Linked DNA regions of Drosophila melanogaster: region 2 is linked to region 1. The links are chromatin contacts, called in public Hi-C maps. All regions are on one chromosome and are shown on one strand. The core of a region is the stretch at or near the end of the contact, and the rest is flanking DNA. Distances in the headings are between cores, read along the strand shown. Region 1 holds the start of lncRNA:CR45251 (long non-coding RNA:CR45251). Region 2 holds the start of lncRNA:CR44363 (long non-coding RNA:CR44363).

Evidence for each region. A called contact is a pair of places that touch in the nucleus more often than the background predicts.
Region 2: a Hi-C map of the Kc167 cell line shows a contact between it and region 1, with 1.6 times the contacts expected there. A contact is called at or near these places in 16 of 107 Hi-C or Micro-C datasets (the Clone 8 cell line, the Kc167 cell line, the Ras3 cell line and 8 more) and 1 of 7 datasets of targeted methods (the Kc167 cell line).

What each region holds. Positions count from the first base shown.
Region 1 is chr3L:11,347,506-11,353,627 of dm6, reverse strand. It overlaps lncRNA:CR45251 (long non-coding RNA:CR45251), which reads left to right and starts at 3,885. Exons shown (of 1, transcript NR_124887.1): 1 at 3,885-4,233.
Region 2 is chr3L:11,402,699-11,408,820 of dm6, reverse strand. It overlaps lncRNA:CR44363 (long non-coding RNA:CR44363), which reads right to left and starts at 3,286. Exons shown (of 1, transcript NR_124890.1): 1 at 2,727-3,286.

The sequences.
Region 1 (6,122 bases), core at 2,636-5,135:
AATAATATATTGTCTTAGCCAAATGCATTGCCCATTTGTGGATACCACAACCCATTTTTTTGTAAGCCAGAACAAGACACTCTGCTAATTTCATTGTTGTTCGCTTGTTCTTGCTGCTTTCGGTGTGTTTTTATCTAAATTACTTTTAATCGCCATTTAATGTTTTTGTTTTTCTTGTTTTGCTATGTTGGTGTTGTTGTTGCTGTTGCCGGTTTAGGTTGTGTTGTTCATGTTTTATTGCGACGTCTTTTGGATTCTCTAATCTAATTGCAAAATACAAGCACCGAATGTGAATGAATACAAGTGTGAGTTTGGCTACACGGAGAAAAAAGTATCTATGCTTATCGTAAAGTTCTTATAGAAATTACAATATAAGTTGTCAACCAGAACAGAACGTACATTTTTTGATTTATTTTAAGCCTGCACTCCTACTTCAAAGTAACTGCAACTCCGTTTCTTCGTAATGTATCTTAAGTTTTCAATTTCGCTCAGTGCATAAGTAAGAGCGTAATTATATGTGAAAGTGTGTGTTACGGGATGTTTGTGTGCCTTTCAAGGCCCCGTTAACGCCCCGCCATAATAATCCGTCCTTGCCCATCTGGTACCCCATGGAAATAGATTGCGCGCTATCTGGAAAAAGTTTTTTCGGTCTGCAAAACGTATAAACAATTATAAACAAACAGTCGGGGCGAACGTTTCTTTATCATGGCCTAGTTCTTTTTATTGATATCATTAGAAATCCAACCAAAAAAAGAATCTGAAAGCGTTTTGCACCCGATTTCCCCCCATTTGGCCCATCCAAATGCCATTCGACGCGTGCGAATCCATAAGATACATTTGGCTGTAAACAAAGTCATTCATTATGCCAATCCTCCATGTGTCCAACAAGTCGCAGCGATCAGCAAACCTTCTCGTGCGGAATGGAATTGCGTCAATCAGTTTATCGTTCAAAATAGTCTTCGCAGACATATAGACAGCACTTATAAATTTTCTAAATATTTTCGCATAGTGGAGAATAACAATGCGCCATAAGAACTTATAGTTTTATTGAAAGGGGTCGTACAGAAACATTTAATAAGTAAAGATACAATATATATCTCTAATAACTTGACTAAAAATGTACACAAATACTTTGTACACTTAGTAGCTTATAAAATGATCGTAAAAATGCAGTGAAAAATAATTGTAAAACAATGGTTTTCCAGAGCTACCGCTTTTTGGCCTTGGAACAAACTTGAAAGTTGTCAAAAGCCACAACAATGGCAAGGTCTTCTCAGTACAAATTTGACTGACAAAATCCCACCATGCACTTCATTGAAGGTCGACAGCATAAACCATTTGCATGGCAATTTGAGTTCAGCATTTTTACAATCTGTAAAATACATCGCATCAATGGTTTGCAGAATGAATCAATTTCTATTTCTTACAGGTGTCGTTTGAAATGTTTTCTTTATAATCGAAAACCGTCTATATAATGTAAATTGTAAAAGGTTTCCTATATATTGGCAGTGGGTTCATTAAAACCACAATTCTTGAAAATGCTTTGATTTAATTGAGAAATGGTAAGTGTGCCAAAAAATAAAATGCGTCACGACAAGTGCAAGCAGATGAACACTATAGAGCACAAATTTTTCTCAAAATACTACGGATAAGTTAATATATAATTAAGATTGTACAGATTGAATAGATTGTACAACATATACGTCTCCATATCATAAAAGGTTTGTTTAGTTCCTTGACTAAAAGTTTATACAATAAGGTTTTGCCTGCTGACTAGTGCAGATGGATATATTGCACCCTGTTGACCCTTGGATGACGCTTTTCCTTAAGTACTGAATCTCGTGTGCATGTTAACGAGACTTTCTTAATGTCTCTTTGTGGGCCTTCTCGGTCCATTCCAACACCTACGCTTTTGTGACACATAAATATACATTTCCGAAATTGTTTACTTATTTTTGAATGCCCCTCGGCCAAGGAATTTGTTTGCTGTCGATAACCTACGACGCGATATGTAAACACATTCAATAAATATTCACATTGTGTATCAAGCGTTGCATAATTATGATTAATCAATTACAGAAGATTGCTTAAATAATCGATTTACCATTAGTTCCACTTTTCCCCCACAGAGGGCGGCAATGATCATATAGGGATGGCGCATGCTGATCATTAATTAACCCATAGCAGGGCCTCTTTCAAACGCGATCTTCAGTGGGCCACATAGACATGGTAAAAAAATAGTATAGTTCGCTGTTTGTTTTTTTCTTAGCCCGAACGGCACAGGCATGGAAGACAAAGCTGGTTTACAAAAACAGGCGCCAAACATGGCATACGAATTAATTTGGTTGTTGTATTTAAATGCTCAAAGCAGAAAGTGGGAATCATTTTTTCTCTGCCTTTTTTTTTAATAGATTGCAAACAAAACAAAAATTAACATACGCCCCGATGTGATCGTAAACGTGCCAGTCGTCGAGGCAAGCGGCAAAAAAAAAATACAAAATAGAGAAAAAAATAAAACATTTGTTATTCTTGTGACATCACCATGCAAAGGGGGGCTCTTTTCAAAATAAACAAAACAGACAACGCCAGGGCTACCATCTGATTTGGCAGCCCTGGGAAACAGTAGCAACACTTTGAAGTAGTCTACATGCAAAGAATTTGTAATATTTTTTGAAAACCTTCAAGAAAACAGATGAACAAACATTATCGTTTCAAGCTTATTGCTATACACCACAATAGAAAATAACATTGAAAAAAGGCTGACAATAAAAAATAACATATAGATTTTGAATACTAGAATAACATCTTGAAACTATTTAACATTTTTTTAAATAAATTTAAATTTTAGTATAAGATCTTTTTTTTTTAATGTCAATATGAACCTTTATCTACTCTGCAAATACAAAATTCTAAGAAAATTTAACCATCACTTGAATTTTGGATTTAATTTAATTAATAATCTGATATTTATTAATCAGTGAAATTGACCCAAATATTTTTCGACTGCAAGGGAAGAAGTATACACAAACGATCGCTGGCGAGCGCTCCTTATCTTCGATATGTGTAGCCCCCAGCTTCAAAGACCCAGACCTCGGAGCCCATATACCATGTACATAGCATAGTAGTATACTATACTACAATATATGCATATTAGTATACCAACTCGGCTTGGAGCCCCTAGTCCCGACTCCCAAATAGGCGCAGCTGTGTGCTCGTGTTAGATAAGTCGTCTGCTTCTGGTGTGTGCGGGTATTAATATGCAAATTAGTTGGCGACCAGCGGAGCAACAAACACAACAAAAATATACATAAATAGCAATGGCAACAATAGCAACAATATGATGAGTGATTAAAAGTAATGTGCAGAGGCAAAGTCGAATAGCAAATGCGCCAAATGAGGATCGCACTCGTGCAGTTGACATAAAACTAAGGGGTATAGAAGGGTATATATGTAGAGCACTATTTTTAAATAGTCAGGTAGATAAACCACAACAAAACTTAAATAGATTTTTTATTTTATTTTGAAAAGCAGGGACAAAACAATGTGGTGCAATAAAATATGAAATATAATTGACATGTAATGTTTTTAACATATGTATATGTATGTATAATGGGTGTGTAACACAGCAAGTGCGCTATTGTTTATTTGTTCAAATAAACAAATATTTTCTTTATCACTCAACAGCTGAGATTCCCTTTGATATCCTAAACAATCGCCACTATTAGTGCGCCCCTCTCCTCACCCTCCATTCCATACCACTTCATCTCGCCCCATTTTTATTTCATAGAGACACATACATATCATGCGACGATCGAGTGGTCGCCACATGGGTCTCTCGCTTTGGATCTGGATCTGAATCTCGAATCTGGATCGGATCGTATCGCATCGCATCGCATGGGATCGGTTTGGGGCTCTGGCCCGTCCGCTCGTCTGTCATCCATTTGGCAAACTTCAACAGATTGTTGCGTCTCGTCTCGTTTCGTTTCGTTTCGTCAACAACAAAGCGGTTCGAAAACAATGGACGCCACTCATCGAGTGGGCTGGGGACTCTAAAAAATAAAGCCACGCTGAGCCAATAAAACTATGCTGCTATGACACTAAGCCATACATATCTACGGATTAAAATCATTACAAAATTTAAAATTCAATTATTAATTTTTGTGAGGTAATTAAGGTGGTTGCTGGATTGTATGTAATGGATAACAGCTTCTCAATAAATATATTTATATACATATATTATTTTTCAATGCCACAACGACTCAATTATTCTACTCAGCCCGTGCTAGTGGCTAATAAATTGTTGTTAATATATTTTTTTTTTTTTCATTTAAATTTCTACAAGTTCGTTCGTGTCACGCTGGCAAATCTGACTGATTGCGGGTCTCTCTTCTACTACGCCGCATTCGATGGCGATTGTGGGCCCTGCGTAGGAGGTGTTTGGCGCGTGTGTCGGCATATTGAATAGGTCGACCCCCAGCTTTGGCAAGACAACAAAAAGCGCGATCTATCACCACACCCACCCCCCTCCCCTTTTAGGGGCTCAGCACCCGCGAACGGTGGGGCGTGACAAATTTCCAGCGTTGCCTTTTCGTGTTTTGTTTATAATTTTATCTAATATGCACGGAGCACTTTGGGCTGTCATATGCCCCAATCGACGGATGGATCTACGTTGGCCCCACGAACCGAACCTCTCGAGTCCCCGAGTTTCCCTATCGGTCACCTCTTTTGTTTGTAAACAAAGCGAGCTGATGCCACTTGAATTTGAAATTCATTGGATCGATTTGTGCGACGATTTTGAAATCGCTTTCGAAATTGCTTCGACATTTTCCCAGCTGCGACAGCTGATTTTCTTCCTGGATTGAATGAATTTATGATTATGACAGAGAATGATTTCGAAAATAGAGATTTTTTTGCAATAAGGAAGATTTATATGTTTATGTTATATATAACCGTATGGAAACCTAAAACAAACCATTTTTTTTTTCTGTGCCTACGACCCTCATAGAGGTAATTGAACATCATTAGGCATATAGTAAAGCACACTTAATATGATAAATATGTGTGATTTGCTTCATTTGCATTTTGTGTTTGCTTCTAATTAGATATATTACTATATCTTTTCATCTATATATGTATGTATATATATTTTTTTGAATTTGAATGTGGCTCGCTGAGCTGCGGAGGCCATACAGTTTGGCGCCCGACTCGATCCGCAAATGGAGAGTCCGCATAGAGGTGTTTTTTGATGAAGACAAGGCCAAGATTGGGGCACGTGCCTAGACTAGCATAGTGCCAAGGCCTTCTGATGAGCCAACTCATTTGGGCAACGAAACGGCATTAAATATAATTACAATGCTTTCTTATTTTTAGAGATTACCCAATGTGACAACCTGTGCAGTTTGCACCGATTTTGTCATATTTATACAAAATTCGTTGTAAACAAAGTGATGAGGAGGAAGCTTAGATAAACAGAATTAAATTGTACAGATTTTTGGCTGTGAATAATGCTTGCTTAACTTAAAATGAGAATCGCCATGGCAAACTATTGGCAGACGAAATGGTTTTGTTACTCAAAATTTCTTTGCTTTCAAAGGGATAAGCCACACAATCAGTTGAATAAATAGGTTTCTTTAAATACACACTCGCATTGATTTGCATTCAGCACATTTATCATTAAAAAAAAAACAACAGGCCTTAATGCATGTGCAGATTTTAAGCTTAACAATGGAAATGCGTGAGCGCAAAAATATACAGAAAATAAATACAATAAAATCAAACCAAATTTTATTTGCTCTACTCGTATTTGCAGATGCCGTTCATTCTTCTACTCATTTCCATTCATTCAATTCATTCATTTGCTCATTCATATCGAAAAATCGTTTGGGATATGCTCTTGTTTATTAAAACATGTGCGATTCGCACTGTTGTTTTTCAGCTTTTTCGAGATTCCAGCAATTTTATTTATTTATGCAAAGAATTTTTTGTTTTGAATGCAAATCAAGTATGGGCCAGTGGCAAAATATTCGTTGCGAATCTTTTCACCTTTTACCTTTGCCAGCAAATCGAGTGGAAGGAAATAGTTGGAGCGAACATTAATAACGCGCATAAGTTATTGCACCTGT
Region 2 (6,122 bases), core at 2,037-4,536, 56 kb before region 1:
TATGCTGCCAACTAGAGCACTGAAAGAAATGCGGCAAGACTTTGCAGCATTCAATATCCTCTTGTGGCAATGTGGCAAATTGTCGATGTACGATTTTCCCAACTGTATCCTCCGGCTTCCACCAATCTGCCACAAAATGAATGAAATTTTATTAACATAGCCCCCAACCTCCCGAATTGATTAGTAAACCCAATGGGAGTGGTGGAAACGTGAAGCTGACAGAGCAGTAAAATTACTTTTTAACTCAAGGCCTGAATTCGAAATTTGAACTACACTGATAACCGATGACTGATAAATGATTCATGAGCCGCTGCTTTGTGCGTTTATTGTATAAGTTAAGTCATTATTGGTCTCTCTTCGAAGTTGGGGAATTGGATTTGATCTATAAACACAAGCGAGTGAGTTAGTCATGAGATGATGTCAACGCTAATGGAGTGATTTGGTCGGGAATCGAAAATGGAATTCAAACTTTCAAATTTAACTGTAACATACTAAAGATATACATTATTTAATTCATCGGTTACTTAAATCATATTTAACTAAACAAGTTAACATTTCTGTGTAACGTAGGTGTTTTTCGCCATTCAAAACAAGGAAAAATTATGATAAGTGGTTGCCAGTTGGAGGCAATGTATCAACTGCCATCTGGCGGAAAAGCTGAGCTAAGTAGTCGTCCAAGTTAATGGATAACCCAGCTTATGCAACCCAATTTCGCTGCGCCTGTACCTAACACATAAAAACAATGGCATAAATCTTGAGAAAAAAGGGAGAGTCGCGCCTTGAGTTTGTTTTCAATAAATTTTCGAGGAAATGGCCGCCAAGCAAATTCAACACCCGAACACAAGTGTAATTAATATTTCAGACCTGAGCATTTATCAAAGAAAAAACTAACCAAATTTTGGAAAGTTGCCTCCGTCCAAACACAGAGCCCAAACAATTAATGGCACACTCTAACTTTTGAGACCCTCGGGTCCCAAAAAAAGCAAGACAATAAAACCTAAATCTTCACTTTTGGGGGCGGGGTGCCTCGTAAATGGAGGCGTTGTCCCAGCCCAAAAGAAAAGCCAAACTCGAGCTGATAGACAATCGCGGTGGACCGCAAAACACGGTAGCCAACTCCACACCCAGTCTCCTCCCGAATGCATCCATATGTTGAGACTCCGATCGAAGGCATGGACCCATCGAAGTGGGCCGTGATTAGTGTAGCAATCATAAACTGACCAACTCAAGGGTGAGGCCTGCGGTTGCCCCGATATTAAGTTCACTTTTCGAGTGATTTACGAGCGGATTCGGATGCAGATGCGATGCCCTGCTCCAAAAAACGTCGGTTAGGTTGCCTAAAAATGCCTTAAAAAATTATTTTAAAAAATACATTTGTGTCAAGAATTGAATCACTAAAAATATTCATTAAAATCTTATTTGTAAAAATATTTTAAGATTTCTGAACAATATAAATATGGTGCTGCAAGTACTGCCCTGGTTTTTGTCTCTACTTAAACTTAAGTGCGTTATTTATTGACCCTGCCATTGGAAGAGTGAATAGATTTCCATAACTTCCCCTTGGATTATTTTCCATTACCTTTGGATGGACGCTGTTTTTCCCCTTTAGGTTGTTTTTACTGTGCTTGCCTGCGGTTGGGCCAAAGCAAACAACCTCACCTTGCACGACATAGGCGGCACAGAAAACAGCACAATCACAAATCGGGACGGGTTGCCCTAACAAATTGAAGAGATTTCCATTTGCAGGGCCTTCGAAAAACCCCACGGGGTCCGCAATTACGGACCCGCAACAGAAACCGACCGAGAACCAATAACACATCAGTTTCAATTCGGTCAGCTGGTCATTTATCTGTCGGTGTCTGAGGAATATGGATTCGAGAATCGAGAATCAAGAATCGAGAGTCAAGAATCGAGAGTCGAGGGCTCATACTCATACCCGTACTCGAGCTCGTATATCTTTAAGGGCATATTCATCAGTCATTCGTGATAAAATCGGTGAGCACTCACACCGGGACACAAGTTCTTTTCGATTTTCGGCCTGAGTCTGAGCTGTGAGTCTCTGGGTCTTGAGGCACGGCTCCGTCTGGTCTTTTGTCCGGCTCTTCGAGTTCGTCTTCACCTTCGACTGGCTACAAGACGCAGAGTCATTTAGTTAAGTGGCAGTTGATTGGAACCAGTCGGTCTCGGACGAGCGAGAGTTGTGTCCCCTTTAAGTCGCTGGCTTTGTGTTTTCTGCCCACAGATTTACACTAGCAGTTTAGCATAATAATTTCGGGTCCAGCTGAGCCATAGAGTGTGTATCTACGAAGTGGTCTATGCTATTCCGCTGAGTATCGCCAGTTGCCCAAAATTGCTGTCATTAATGAGTTACAGATATTACACTTTTATAGCCGACAGACACGCTTATCCACTCTAATCGTGTCTGTCTATTGATTCGTTGTAGTTTGGTCTGAAGACCCCAGACCTAAGACTTAAGACCCAATCTCCAATACCCAATCCAATACAGAAAACCGAAAACCAAACCACTTCCACCAACCGCTTTTCTGACCCGACTCTTTCTTTCGGCTACTGTTTGTTAATGATGACTTTTGCTCTTGTTTTCTTCTTTTTTTTTTTTTTATTCTTCACCATCGCTGCAGCTATTGTTAAGTAAATGGCTTGCAAGCAAAGCCCTCGTCATCATGCACAGTGGGTCTTGTCTTTTGGGAATATTTATTGAAAAGTTTCTTAGCCTAAAGATCTTTGAGATCTCTTAAAAATAAATACCAATATGATATATATTTTTGTAAATGCATGCATTCTATGTCGAACGATTACTATTTTTCGGAGTGCTTTTAGTGTAACATGTAACCACTGTGCACCGTCATCGCCCATCATCATCATCAACAACATCTTCGTCACCCGTCATCGAAATGGAGCCCAGACTCGAGCTCAAGCTGGAGCGCTCCAATGGCCAAGTCTTTAGCTCTTCAATCGATTTCGTGGCTACTGTTTTTTTCTTTCTAGTTCATCCAATTTTAAGTTTCGTTGCTGTTATTCTCGATTGTTGACTGCCGCCAGTTGTTGTTTTCGCCTTGGGCTGCCGCTTGTCTTCTAATAGGCTTCTTTTTATGCCCCATCGTACCGCTCTGTGTTTTGTTTCGTCTTTGTTGTTGTTTCCTCGGACCGTCTGACTTTCCGCCTGATTGATTTTCAGCTTATGGATCTAGTTACGGGCATTGGTTCTTTAGCCGGTTCGCGCATTATCTACAATGTTGCTGCTGCTTCGGTTGTGGCTGCTGCTGCTGTTGTTGCTGCTGCTGCTGTTGTTGCTGCTGCTGCCTTCGTTACTGATTCCTTTAAATTACTTTAATTGATGGCATGCCGGCAATTGCCCCACCACCAACTGCAGAATCGAAGGGGAATCGCAGAGGGATACGTGGACAGTGGAGCAGGCGAAGCAATCAACTGCGATCCCCAAACCAGAGATCGGGATCCTCAGCTCAATGATTTCTTTTCATCGCTCTGCGATCGCAGGCTGTCGTGCATGAAATCGCTTTGGCACAAAGATTGGATCCACGAATCGTTGGATCGATCGTTGGATCGATCGATGTGCTCCAATTTCGAGCCCCATCTAATGCATCGCTCTGCACAATTTCCAATCTCATTGCAACCCAGCTGATTAAGTGATCTTGTCTAGTTGACTGATTTTCGATTTTGATTTTGCTCATTCTTTTCACATTCGATCAGCATGAATTGACTTAAAGAAAGCTAGAATTATCAACGGTATAATCGGATCTTAATAAATCTTTTCTATCCAATTTGGAGCAATATGAATTTCTCGCGGTAATCATATGCATCAACAGATCTTGTGAAAGGAGGATAGGAGCTTTAGAATTAATTAAGTTATAGTTCTTAATTTAAGAAAGAAAGCATTTCTACATTTCTTATACTAACACATGGAAGTGTAACACTTAAGCAGAAGATGATTTTGAAATCTTAATTTATCAACCTTCGTAACAAAGATACATTCGAAACACTCTGCCTTCCAGGCAAATAATTATCCTAACCGATCTTCTTGTCAAGTTACTGGAACATCTCAAGTTCCCCAACTGGTTTCGATGCTTTCGAGAAAAACAAAATAATAAGATCTCGCTCCACCGGAAAGTTAACCCGTGTCTTTTGTTTTTCAGCTTTTTGTTATTCTGAAAATATTACCTTTTATTCATATGGTGCCTCAGCACAGCGCACAAAGTAGTTTTCCAGCTCATTACACATCTGAATTTCGTATTTTCTGGATTGAAGTCATCGCAAGGACTCATTCACCAGCTGTCAATTTGATGGGTGGTGGCAGGGATGTGAGGAGGATCGATCCTGGCCCAACGTATTCATTTATGCCAGCAAAGTGCGATGTATATATATTGTGGTCGTAAATCAGGACCCCACAACGCTGACACCTTTTTGTCGACAAGTCGACAAGGCATAGCAAAAGTTAATAACATGTAGCCAGCGGCAAAGGGGCACTTCTAATTTGTGCCAATGAAAGGGATAATAAAACTGGATATGGAACTGGAACTGGAATTCGAGGAGGAAGCGGGCCAAAGGACTTGTACCTACTGTACCATTACCACTCGGCAAGGACAATGGCAATGGCAAAGGCAAAGCAAAGGCAGTGCGCATATTGAAACCGGAAATAGTCGAACCAAGTGCCTGGCAACCGACTGACGCACTGACACACATTTCGCAAACAAAGGACAAAGGCCACACTCGCACACTCGCACACACACACACAAAGACACTGGAAAAAGGAGTTGGCAATGCTGCGCATAAAAAAGGGAATTGAGCAAAATAAAAAGCTCAAATAAAATGCTTTGTCCATTCGGCGGCGGGCAGGGAACAAAGCCTAACTAACCGCCTGTGGCGGAACAACCACCCTTAATGGCGGAAGGACATGCAGGACAACCCAGATGCCGCCTGGCAACTGCTCCTGCTGCTGCTGCAAATAAAGTAAAACCAAACAAGGAAGAACCCTCTAATCGAAGAACACGACTGGTAGATACCTGGTAATCACTGTTCCTATGGCAAAAGAATGATGAGCAATAAGTACAAAAGCCACTACTTCTTTGGATCTAAGCAAACTAAATTCAGAATTGGTTGTATAATATATACAGTCGTGTCAAGCCAAAGATGCCACCAGCCTTATATACACCCTCTTCATTCGGAATTCCAGGCATCATAAAAAACACTCACAAGGACCAAAGCAGCCGAAGCAGGAGATCATAATAATGGGAAATCTTGAAGCCAAGGATACGCGGCAGGATACCTGCCAAGTCCTGTTTCCCGAGCCCCAAAGACCAGAACCGGAATGCGTAAGGCGATTGCATCATAAATTCTGTTGATGCGGACCCTAACATACATATACATATACATATATATATATACCTATACACATGTATAAAGTGAATCATCCAACCGAGTCGGTTGAAATGCAAAAGGAATGCCCAACGAAACTAAATAAAAATTAACCCATTTGCATATTATTCAGTGAGCGGGCGAGAAAAGGACTCAGCTTCGGCTGACAGGCGGGCTTATGTTGAGATCCCAAAGATTTTCTAAAAAAAAACGTGCAGAGGTGGTAACATTCAAATAGAAAGGATTCACTAACAAAGCGTAAACTGACATGCACTACATATTTAAATTCGGACACGATTCGGAACATTGAATACTTTTTGCTTGAAAGGCCATTAAAAATTACATTGATGTAGCCAATTTATGATGAGTATGTAAGCATGCATCTAAACTAAAGGACTTATATCCTTAAAATGCTTCCATCTGGAAGAATGCTTCTCATGAAAACAAAATCAAAGTTATAGAGTAATCAAGAATGAACAACCTTATATTTTTTTTCTCAAAGTTTCCAGTCTATCCTTCGCGATCCGAGAAGGGAGTCTGGCACAAAAAAAAAACCAACAAGGTTGGTGGCGTGATTAAGTGATGGACATGTATGGACACATGCAGCGTTATGTTTAGCATACAAAAACGGGCTTCGGAAAGGAGGTGGATCGCATGTAAATATATGTGTGGGCGCAATGGTGGTCGCCCATCGGCAAGTCCTTGCGCTTTTAATCATAAATAACAATGGA